2 separate regions of the Columba livia genome follow, and region 2 is linked to region 1. The links are chromatin contacts, called in public Hi-C maps. All regions are on one chromosome and are shown on one strand. Each heading gives the region's core, a stretch centred on a gene start, on an enhancer-like site or on the middle of the called end of the contact. The rest is flanking DNA. Distances are from core to core; before and after follow the strand shown. Region 1 holds the start of ALG14 (ALG14 UDP-N-acetylglucosaminyltransferase subunit). Region 2 overlaps ABCD3 (ATP binding cassette subfamily D member 3).

Region 1 (5,652 bases), core at 1,117-3,616:
AAACTGCAGTTGGTTATATGAAACATGTTGTAACTTACAATTTCTTCAGCTGAATCAGTCACTTTTCCTTTTAAAACTTACTAGCACTACTATTATTAGTGACACTCTTCTGAGAGTAGAGGATTCAATTAAAGGATTGTTAAGACTGTTTAAGTATTAAGTAATGAGATGAAGACAATTCAGCTCCCACTGAGGCTATATTGCTGGAAGCTTTTCAGTTAAATGGGACTGAACCAGGATCACACAGAAGTACAACATTTGTGTTCAACATCCTGTACACGATGCAAAAGCAACTGAGCAAAGGGTTATATGGTAGTGCACAGTCCAAAGCTGCCCCGGGGTGCGATGCATCCGGCTGGGATGCAGCCAGGAGCTGTGCCGTGGCACCGCGCTCTGACCCTGCCCTGCACTCTGTCCTGTGCCAGCCCAGCTCGTGACATGCGCATTGAGCTGGCAGCAATTCCACTCCACAGCCATGCCAGCGTAAAGGCCAGGTGCTTATGGAATCAACAGCGCAGCTCCAGCCAAGCGTGTTAACTGCTGCCCTTGAATGGGTGTTGCAACCTCTTCAGTGCAAGGTCACCTTGTTCCAGGAGCTAATCTGGCACTGAACTGGAGAGAAGGGGAGGGTGTACTTTTTGCGGTTTTGGGGAGCGGGGTTAATATTTTTTTGTCAGTTGAGTTTCCTGAACCAAAGTTATAGGAATACTTGTAACAGTGGATGAAGAGAGAGGGAAGATGGTGTGTGTGGGTAGAGCTGGCTCACCTTTTATCTGTTAGGCTAGATCAGCTTAACATCAAATTCTACCTGTAAGTGTGTGCATAAATGTTTCTCGGATGTGTTACTTTTCACTCTGCTGGAAGCTGCAAACCAAAACAGTAAAGCAAAAGTATTTCTGCTACACCCTGCTGCCCAGGGCCGTTATCCTCGTAAGAGACCTTTGCTCCACAAGTCAGACGCTCTTGACTGGCAAATACCTGCTAAGCTGTGCTGCTGCACCAGGCATGAGAGTTTGACGCCTTTCCACAGAATTCCATGCAGTATTTTTCAAATATTTTTGGAAGGATTGCCTCATGAGCAATCTTGTTGAAGCTTTCACAAATTTTAATGCAATCATCTGAGTATTCACAGAAGAGCAGGATATTCAAACTTCCAAGAAGCCTCAAAGAATAAGCTTAAACATTACATCGATCCTAACTGACTTAGGAATTATTTCACTTGGAATGCTTATGTATAGCGATGGTACTTTTTAGTATGTACAAACTAGATTCCATGGGACTGAAGGAAAACAAGCATGTTCCCGGTCCTACTGGAGGTAAAGATGACCTGAAAAGTTGTAAAACCGCCAGTCAAACTCAGATTGCTGAAGACCTGGGATTATTACTCAATTAGTCAGTGTGCAAAAACCACAGGGGTACTGAGGTGATGAAATCAAAGTTTCTGCCTGGATTTGGCAACTACAAATTTTCAAGGTAGCCTCATTTTGGGGGGAAATGAATTGCCCTGCAACTTCAGCAAGGTCACAAGGAGTAGCAGATGTGTGTGTCCCCTTAGTGTGTGGTGACACGTGCGGACAACAGAGCTGCCTCTGACAGACGCACATGAGACCCTTGTGAGTAAACAAAAGAGACGTGGTTTGGATAAAATTCTTACAAAATGCCACGTTTGTGGGGGTTGTACCAATCTTTGAAAAACCTTGCCCCGAATCGCCATCCATCATTTTCTGTCAGAAGACCAGACAGCTGCACAGGTCTGTCCTGCATCAGTTTTAGTCAATACATTTATTAATGAAACGCATGTGCCGCCTGAAGGTTCAGAAACCGAACTGTCAGACATAGATACGGATGAGAAATAAAGATGAACCTTAACAATTGTTCAAATTAAGAACTAAAACGCCCCAAGACAGGTGGCGGCCTCGAGGGCCCCCGACCCGCACGGGTGGGGCCCGGGCGCAGCGGTGTCGGCCCGGGCAGCGGCTCCCGACACACGGCCGCCCCCACCCGCTGCTGCGGAACCGCCAGCGCGACTACAATTCCCGGCATGCACCAGGACACGCTGGCGAGCGCCGCCTGCGCCCTCGCTCCGCGCTGCATGCCGGGACCCGTAGTTCCTGGAGCCCTGCGCTGGCGCTCTGCGGAGCCATCCTCTCCCGCTGGCGGCAACCCCTACTCACCGGAGCCGGCCACCACCAGGAGCCTGAGGGGCGGTGTCCGCAGGCTGCGGGGCCTCCTCGCCAGCAACGCCAATGGGACGAGCAGCAAGAGGAGAAGGAGGAGGGCGACAGGCAGTAAGGGCTCCATGGCGCGGCCGGGGCCGTCCCGCCGCTGTCCGCGGAAGCACCTCCCGGCGTACGGCAGCCGGTGGGGCTCAAATCTCCCCGCGTCTCCGGCCGCTGCTGTAGCGCCGCTGCACAAGCGCTGTGGTGGCGCCGGGCTAGCGGCCCGCGGTGCAGCAGGCTGGGCTGGGCCAGCCCGGCGGGACAGGCAGCGGCCGCTGAGGGGCCGGCGGCGGCCCAGGGCTGGACTGGGGGACGCTGTCACCTGGTCTCGCCGCCTGAGCGGGGCTGAGCGGTTGCCCTCGGGCGTGTGGTGCGTGTTCGCGGTAATAAAGTGTGAGACGCTTCCCGAGTGTGGCAATGGCAGGTCTGTGCTGCGGGGCGTGTGTGACGAGAGCTGCCCCTTGTCCGCGGGAACAGCAGAAACCGGCTGCACCGCGTCAGCTGCTGCCCGGCGAGCCCGGGGGTTCCGGAGCGTTCCCGTGGGGACCGGGGCCGGGCGGGGAACGGGCCGGTGCGGTCAGTGCTGCTGCGGGGCCTGTCCCCTGTCCCTGTGCTGCACGGGCTGCAGCGAGACCTGACCGCTCTAAAACCCAGAGACGCACTGGAGCAGTCCTGCGGCCCCCGGGCCCGTACAGATTCCTGCAGGAACCCGCAAGCGCACACAGGCATGAGCGCTAGCCAGGTATGCTTGTGTACATGGAGCTATTATTTTACATAGCCGACAATAATGCGTAAAATGAAGCATATTAATATTTCGCGGCCTCTCATAACTCTTGTTTTCATTCGTTTTAATACTCTAGGTTTTTATTTCAGCGAGAAGTGTGGAACACCAGATCAGCACTCTTTTCACCTCTGTCAGCATCTGGTCTTTGTTGGGGAGGTTGTGATGATTCAGCCACGGGACTAATCTCAGATGAGATGTGTGTTTGCTGGAAAGAGAATGACACCACATTTTATGATCAGGAAACAGTACCTTTTGTTTGTTGTTGTCCTTAAATTATGTGGCGGGGACAAGACCTTCCTCTTGGCCTATGAGTCAGGATCAATGAATTCTAGAACTTTTTGGAGTGACTTGTCAAGCGTAGGAAACACAACAGCAGTGCACTTACACCTCAAGTGCACAAACACAATAGATCTAACACATTGTGATTCTGTGTCTGTCTGCCATGGTTTCTCTGGCTGTTTTTCTTCCTTTTGCTTATTCTGAACAAGTTGGACTTTTTGTATCCCTGCCAGCCTTGGAAGCTGAATATTTCTTTCTGATTTTTAACAAAAACTTGTGCCAGGCATGGATTACAGTGATTATTACATAACTTACAAGTAAAAGATATACTTTTCAGCTACCCTTTGCCATTTTAGGATCTGAAGTAAAGTGAATCTTGTTGATTTGTGTCTCAGTTCTACAGATTATGTTTTGGGTTTCTTTGCATCAGTGCAACATGTAATTTTGCACTTGTTTTAAGAAGAGACTATTAAAAAGAATGACCATGGTAAGGTCTTCCACCCAAATGAGTAACCTCACAAAAAAAATCCTCACTGCTTAATCATTGTTGACATTCGGAAACAACAAGGTTTACATTAATAGTTCTGTTGACGATGCATGAATTTCAAAAATTCATTCTGCTTTCAACTTAATTAGCTACCTAAACCTAATAATTAGGGACAATAGAGATGAAAATCTCTAAATTACAGAAGAAAAAGGAAGAATGCACCATGGTCCTTTTTCAAAAAATAAACTATGTTAAAACAAGACAGTAAGTTCTATAGGCTATTTAAATACTAATTTTGTCTATGGTGATCTTTCTCCCATTTCACCTTCTTCAGTGAAAATAATACCATTGATGTAGAATGTATCCCAGGTTGCCACAGGGGGTGTAGCTAGCAATCTGTTTATTTTAAGGAATTTTTCTCAAGGCTTTTTTATATCGTTCCTTTGCCTTTTTTTTTTTTAAACCCACCGTAAGAAGTGTAAAAGAACCACTTTTTTTATTGGGCATTTTATTCAGAGAAACAATCCTGGAGTCAGTAGCTGAGAGTGATGTAAAAAACTTCAATGTATTTTCTGCTTTTCATGTTATTTCTTCAGTATGTACGTACTTCCCCTTCTTGTACCCAATTCTTCTGTAAGGCTGTTTGGTGAAATTAATGAGAAACTGACCTAAAACCAGCAAAGTTGGAAGGGTGGGGATTTTTTTTTTGCTAGGCAGGTTGTTTGAAAACAAGAGGAAAAAATAAGAGCGATGCATACAGAGAAATACTTGTTCTTTGGACTAGGAAACTGAGGATCTGACAGTTCTTTGGAAGCAGAGCAAAGAGTCTGACTTTTAAGGAGTCTAAAAAGCTAAACAGTGAGTTTGCCTCAAAGTCCTATAACAAATGCTTTCTTACTCATTGGGAATTCTGCTTGAATAAGGAATATAGCTTTCTAGTAGTTTCCACAGCAGATTGCGAGGCTTGAGGGAAGAGTCAGAGTTTGGTGAGACTGTTAAAATAACTATTTAAAGGCTGAAACAACAGCCTGCAACCTAGTTGCTGTAAAGTTTTGCAGATTTTTTTCCCTTTGTGAAAATTGAGTAGAGCCTGTGAAGATCCCATTTGCAGTACAACACTGCTAATTATGTCTTTTCTCAGTAGGACATGGGTGTATTTGTGGTTTTTCATCAGGTAACTCCCTGTTCTGGACCAGGGTGACTTCAGTCCAAGAACTGTAAGAGTCATGGAACAAGCAGGTTGCTGTCATTCAGCTGCCTTGCGTGCTTGGTGATTGATTCCCATCTGCCAAGTGCCTTGAGAATATTCTGAGCACTAGACATGCATGTGAAAGTTAATATGAAAAATCAGTAACTCTCCCAAAGTATAGCGCACCATGGTCACATTAGCTAAATAGGACAAAGCAGGTGAAGTATAGGACTTCTGCTGGGAAGGCAATGGCTAGTGCTGTTCTCCAGTTTGTAAAATCGATAATACTGCCAAGTAAATGTGTAATGTGTTTGAGGAAGAAGCAGTGCACTTGCCCTGAAAAGTCACTTTTCAGAAAGTGATGCAGATGCTGTAATTACAAGGGCTGCCTCTGGTACCTTTGCTACTGATGCAGAAAGTTGGCTTTGAATTTCTGTACTGAAGAAAAAATAATCCATGCTCATTCTAAATAATTAACCACTGTTGTCCAAAAGAAAACTCTGAAACTCTTGAATAGGAAAAACCAGGGGTTTGTAAGATGGTATGGTACTTTTTCCATTTATTGCTTGTGAGACAATGTTCCAATGAAAAGCCTGCTGCTGTCCTTTCTGTATACGAATATTCTCTGCGAAAGCTTACTAGTACATCTGGTGCATGTCTCCTTTGAAAGTTACACTGGTGAGGACTAAATTGC
Region 2 (6,236 bases), core at 3,525-6,024, 170 kb before region 1:
GAAATTTGCAAATTGGAATTCTGAACTATCTTAGTAAGACAAAGTACTGATGAATATTTTCAGTCTCAAACTGTTGGTGCTTTGAAGATGGTACTGGTAATAGTCAGATGACTGCATTTCAACAGTGGTGGGAAACATTCCTGTATGCAAATACTGTAAAGTGTTTTGGAGGGGGAAATGGCGCTAAATAAATGTAAGACATTAAGTGCCTCTGAAATAATAATAAATCTAAAGATAAAATGTATGTAGGCTTTTTATGTTTCTTGATGATGTGATTAGGAATTTTGTAACAACACGGTGAATGTACTCAACAAATCTCAAGTTACTTAACGAGCCAGTTGGCTTGTGTTCAGCTTATATAGCCCATAACACTGTCTGAAATTCGCCCTGGAATCAGCCAGATGATGCCATCCAGTTGTAGGCTTAACAGAAAACATGAGCTGAATGCTTGAAGGTATGTACTTAGAACAATTGGATTGTACGTGCATTAATCTGTTCTAAGCCTGCACTGATTCCGACCTCTCCTCTCTCTCCTTTGTCCGCTGGCCACCTCTTTTACCTTCCAAGTTATTGATTTTAGAAGGGTGCGGACCTGAATAAGGTTAGCACAATATCAGTACTAAATGTGGAAATTATTTTGAGTGCTCCTTAATCTTTGTGCCTTGAGGAAAATGGGATAATCAGTCTCCACCTTTATTGTATTTCTGTTTTTAATGTGGTTAGGTTATGCTTAAATGAACTGATTTCAAGGGTCTTCTCTTGTGATCAGGGTTTTCTAGTGCTAATTAGTACTAATTTTTCCTTCTCTTAGCTGAGATGAGTTGTGCAACAAGTGTATTGTGTAGCATTCTTAAAGGGTAGAGCTCCCTTTGAAAGGAAGTTCCTCAACCATGGATGCAGGCTAAAAACATAGTTGTCATTCTTCTTAGCTGGTGAGCTAGAGAGAAAAAGAAATGAAGTTCTGTGTGAATGTGATGTTTAATACCTAAATTTAATATTTAGAGTGGTGTGAAGTCTGTTACTTGTTCAGCTCTGGGCTCTCAGCTGCCCATTTCATTCCAAGTGCTTGGTTTGTGTGCCTCAACACTTCAGTCCTTGCTTACGTAGAGGAAAAAACATCAGTTCCTGAAAGAGTAGAACTAAAACCACGGAGCAGCAGATTCAAACTCCTTTTCAAGGATCAATCCATCATCTTCTGAGGATGTCCGGTAGCCTTGGCCTAGTATTTCTGAAGGTTTAATGAAGCTCCAGACAGCTGCCCCCTCTCAGAAAACATTAAGTCTTCTTGATATGAAGACTATTTCTTGCGGGGAGGTGATGGTGCTTTCTACAGCACTAGCATGGGTCTGGGATAAGGTGCAAGGGGAACAGAACATCACTCCGAACCTTGTCCCCTTCCATCCCCAGTGCAAAACATGCTTCACTGCATAGTGGCTGTATTGTTCTTATCAAAAAAACACAGCAGGAGACGCTCACAAAAATCCAACTTGCCTCTAAGCCTTGTAATTCTTCTGGGAAAAATTGGCATCTTAAGCTACATCCTGGGCAGTACGTGTGTTGCGGGGGGATCTTGCCCGAACGAAGTGGAGCCACTACCCCAATCTATCCACGGTAGACATGAGCAGCTGGACAGCCCAAATAGAAGATTACTTTAGCACCATTTGAAAGTGACTTGTGCTGTAAGAAAATTCTGGATGTACTGCCACTTTGTTAGCTCTGTGCTGTGTACTGGAGAAGATGACTAGTGAGAAACAAAGCAGCATACAATGCTACCATGACACTTATTTGACAGGCTTTTAAAGTAAATCACATCTAGTATTGACAATATAAATGACTTATTGTGCTTCTGCAAAATAGGGAATTCAGTCTGCATGTTTCGTAAATCTATAAAGAAGAAAAATCCCATGGATTAGGACTGGAGAGAAAGAACTAATTCAGTGATTCTTCCACAGGATTCAGCTCTTTGCAGACTCAGCATGTACCAGCGCATCACCTAATCTTTTGAAGTGGTCTAGAAATGTGAAAAAAACATCAAGATGTCCTATCATCAACATAGGAGTTAAAAATCGATTATTAAAATGTCTATATAATTGTCATACTTACTTTGAGATGACGTAAAAATGTCCCTGATAATGATTTCCTGAAATCCAACTGTGAAAAATAGTAGGGAGACAAAGTTACCTTGGTTTTATAGAAAAAAATAAACCACAACTTTTGTCTGTCAAGGAGAAGATCAACAGTGTGCAAGTGCCAATTTCTGTTTATAAAGCTGCTGTCCTTTCCATGAGCATAGAATGAGGTTTCTTGGTTTTATGAATCAGTGATGTGCAGCTGTTTTAGGAGGAGGTTGAGTGTTTTTCCCTTCACATGTTGTGGTTCCAGGCTCTTGCTAGTGTGCTGGATACAGTCTGATTTTTATTAACAATGCCTTAAACTTGACCTGAAGTTTAGAATTGCAGTACACGTTACAGATTCCTGTAATATGTTTGTTTGTATGTTCTGATGAAACTCATCCTGCCACGCGCATTCAAACATAACATGAAACTGGTTTCATCTTGAAACAGAATATAGCTAAGCTTGATTAGCAAGAAAGCAATTTGTCTTTTAACATAAAAACTTTTGAAACATGTTATTTTCGAAGTTGCTCAGCCACCTTTGAACTTCTGCATCGTTCTCTTTCCTTATATGCAAAAGCGGAGCCAGATGACAGGCAGCCTGGAACTTCACAGACAGAAGCTGTCTTAAGGGAATAATTTGAAAAACATGACATACAGGGTTTAAATAGAAATAATATGCCTGAACATCTGGTGAAATTCTGTGGGGATTGACTTTGGAAACTCAAGACATTTTGCCAGTGATCCTGCAGGGAATGCAACAGTGCAAGAATAATCATCCAACTGGCATTTTAAAATAGAGAAAGGAACTTGGACACTCCACTTCTGTGAAGTGTTATCTTCCACAAACCAGGCTTAACAATCACAATCTCTCTCACACTGTTTAGAAACCTCACTCTTGGTCACCTTTCGGAAGTCTAAACCATAAAGATTCAATACAATGGCTTTTACTGGCAAAGGGAGCGCTTGTGCTGTAGGGCCGAGCCCTGTTCACCGCTTTGCTTGTCCACAAACCACCATCCTTATTCCCCACCCATCCCTCATTCTGGGAAACAAGTGGCATCCACAGATGATGCTGCACCAAAATAGAACACAACTGGAAAAATGAGGTCAATGCTGTCTGGACAAAACTAAGAGTGCTCAGATTGGTTTACTTGGGTAGAAATAGGGAACTCCACCTACATGACTGAGCAAATTTTTTGCATTAAAATAACCTCAGAGTTCAGCACATATCACAGCTAATTTTTTAAACTTGATTATAGAAAATATGGAGAATACTGCTCTGGAAAATATACTCCACATATATAATTGAAGAGACATTCTTCTGTGTAGCCAAATATACCCTTCATTTCCTTAGACTGAATAGTTTGGTGCAAGCAGGTACTAAACCCCATTCGACTGATTTTAATTGTTGTGAATCATAGCAAGGTAAGTAGTGTGAAGATGCTCTTCAAAATAAAGTAGCCTTTATTTACTTTATTGTGGTATTCTAGTGTGGAAATGTATTGGCACAAAAGCAACAGAGTTAAAAACAGAGCTGTGTCAGAAGCTGCGGATGTGACAGACTTAGTAGAAGACTGAGATATAGTAGAAGTACTATAGAAGGCCTGACAAGCTAATGTATTTGGGAAAATAACGGTTAAAAAGAAAGTGTGTGCTGGAGGCTTCTTAAAACTCGGGTGCAATCTAAAGTATTGCAACAGAACTTGTCTGGAAAGCCAGGAACCATTAGCAAATTTTTTTGGAACTTAGTAAGGAACTAAGGGCCAAGGTCAAATCTACACATTGGCATTGTTGTCTTTTGTTAACCCACAAATACTAACTAGATAACAAACAATTTAAAATAGTTTTTTCTTTTTTTTCCTTTCTTTTAAATTAGAATAGGTGTATTTATAGTAGTACTAAGTAGAGAATTTTGAAAAGGCTGTGTGAGATTAGTGCTTCAGTATTCAGGAAAATCATTCTTCTTGTGTTACCTTGGTAAACTTCCCCTGAGGCACTGGGGTGCATTATGCCAGTGGGATAGAAGGGACTCGAATAGGCGGGGCTGACAGATGGTAGTAGTTCGTGCATGTCTCATGTATTTTATTGTCCCTGATGTTGTTGTGTAGTATAGTGACCTGCCTGAGAGTCATGGGACCCTCACCTGTGACCTGTTTCAAATTCTTGTGTCTGTGCCTCTAGAGTGGAAGGTCATTCCCTCAAATGCCTTTTTTTTTGGGTTGCTTTTTTGAGACAAGCTCAGAACTCAAAGCACGTAAAGCCCAAAATAGCCCGTTACAAACACAGCTGCATTCCAGCTATTCCTACTCGTGCCTTTCTTTTCCCTGCAGCTGACAGCAAGTTATCACAGTTCCAAACATAGCTTGTACTTCAACATAACTTGGCTTTTTACAGCTCAGTTTATGCTGTGTGCAGTTGTAACACATTTTCTAGTGCTCCTAGAAGGCTTCAGTCCCTTCTCGGGGGTTCTCAGGCTGTTTTCTAAGAGTTAAAAGGGCAGCAAGAAGAATCTGTTTTCTGTTTGAAGCATACCAAGGAAAGAAAATCTGGTAAGAAGCTTAACGTTCAATGTGAAAAACTCCTAATTCTGAGCTACTCCTGAGTTTTCTGAGACTAAAAGAGAACTTTGTCAGGAGAAGGAAGTATGGTTTTGTGTGGGCTTTAATACTATAATGCAAACAATAGGTAAATAAGTACTTGTTGCTGCCAGCTGGATTGTTAACTGTGCCTTGTTTCCAGCGGTGCTTTAAAACAGGACAAGACAAGGTTTGTTATAACCCAAGATCCCCAGTAGTGAAATGAGGATTCAAACTGCATATCTGTGTACTAGCCATTTAGGAAAATTTGAATTGTTAACATACTGCTTATGCCTTGCTTTGCCGCTTGGGGTCACCTTTTGTAGTCGCAAGAAACCTAACGCCAGATGCGCAGCTGCAGAATTGATGGAGAGGCGGCTCACCGAGTGCAGGTTGTGTCTGCAGCACTCCCGCTCCGAACGGCAGCGCCAAGAGCAAAGGAGGAGCAGGTCTGGTTGTGGCTCTGCTACTCTAACAATAGCTGCAGCAGCGACAAGCCATGGTATGTTTGCACCCTTTGTGCTTTCTGGAAGCACATCATCATGTTATGAATAAAATGGAAAGATGGGAAATGCGGTTATCATCTCTGTGGAGATGTATGTATTTGGTGTAAACAGATGGTAAAGTATGAAGGCAGCAGAGGGAAAACCTGGGATGTACTCTTTTAAAACAAATAAACCAAAAAAAACCCACACCCACACAAACACCATTTTTTCGTCTGGAATAATGAGTATTTTTAAAATCTAACTTGTCATTCCAGCTCCTTCACTACACTAGATTTTTAATTGAGTTATGTGATTACTGAAGAACTAATTAAAAAACTATCATGTGATCTCATTGGGAAAATATCTATTCAGAGGAAGGAGGTTTTTGATTTAACCTCTTTTGATGAAATAGTTTTGTGAATATATCCATGTCTGAGTACTTAGCTGTTTAAATATTTCTTGAACTAATAAGGTAGAAAATTTGAAAATAAAAATGGAAGAAAACACATCAGTGAGGATAGCTGAGATCTGGAACTGTGAATATTCTTTGAGTTCAGATTAACAACTTCATGGCTAATTAAAGAAGCCACTAAAACATTGATATTTAAAGGTAATTAAGTGCACAGAGAAAGGCACTCAGAGCAGTGCTAGCAAATGCTCTGGGAGTTATTGATCCAGTTACAGTGACCTAGGGAAGCTGTAGACAGTAAAAATAGGAAGGAGCAGAATGTTGTGAGCTTCTTGCAGGAGCAAATCACTGAAGCATGTCACTAACAGGGCACAAACTTTGACAAGATGAGAAACAGGCACAATTTCTGGAATTGGATATGTGAGACAGGAACTGACTGTAAAAGCTCTGGAGACAGTGAACACGGCTGTGTCATTATTCCCAGGTGCTGGCAGGTTTTACTGGAAGAAATAGTCCCCAAGGCACATCTTTGTATGAACTTGCTTAACTGAGCTACAGTTAGAAACTGAGGAATTACAAGAAAAGAGGTTCTTGCAGGGACCTTGTGGGAGGTACAGAAACGGGCTGTACGGGCCGAATGCCGCCAGAA

What was found. A called contact is a pair of places that touch in the nucleus more often than the background predicts.
Region 2: a contact with region 1 is called in a Hi-C map of crop, with 2.1 times the contacts expected there. The contact joins the enhancer-like site here to the promoter of ALG14 in region 1. A contact is called at or near these places in 2 of 2 Hi-C or Micro-C datasets (crop and liver).

The regions. Positions count from the first base shown.
Region 1 is chr8:23,737,517-23,743,168 of bColLiv1.pat.W.v2, reverse strand. ALG14 (ALG14 UDP-N-acetylglucosaminyltransferase subunit) reads right to left here and starts at 2,366. Exons shown (of 3, transcript XM_065071121.1): 1 at 2,175-2,366. The coding sequence starts at 2,301. TLCD4 (TLC domain containing 4) reads left to right here and starts at 2,824. Exons shown (of 7, transcript XM_065071118.1): 1 at 2,824-2,961.
Region 2 is chr8:23,911,574-23,917,809 of bColLiv1.pat.W.v2, reverse strand. ABCD3 (ATP binding cassette subfamily D member 3) reads left to right here. Exons shown (of 23, transcript XM_065071108.1): 23 at 1-244. Among named protein-coding and RNA genes, the nearest start is that of F3, 13 kb to the right of the region's middle. Within about 2 kb of position 4,774, at least 2 of the 3 cell types and tissues checked have an H3K27ac peak away from gene starts, as active enhancers do.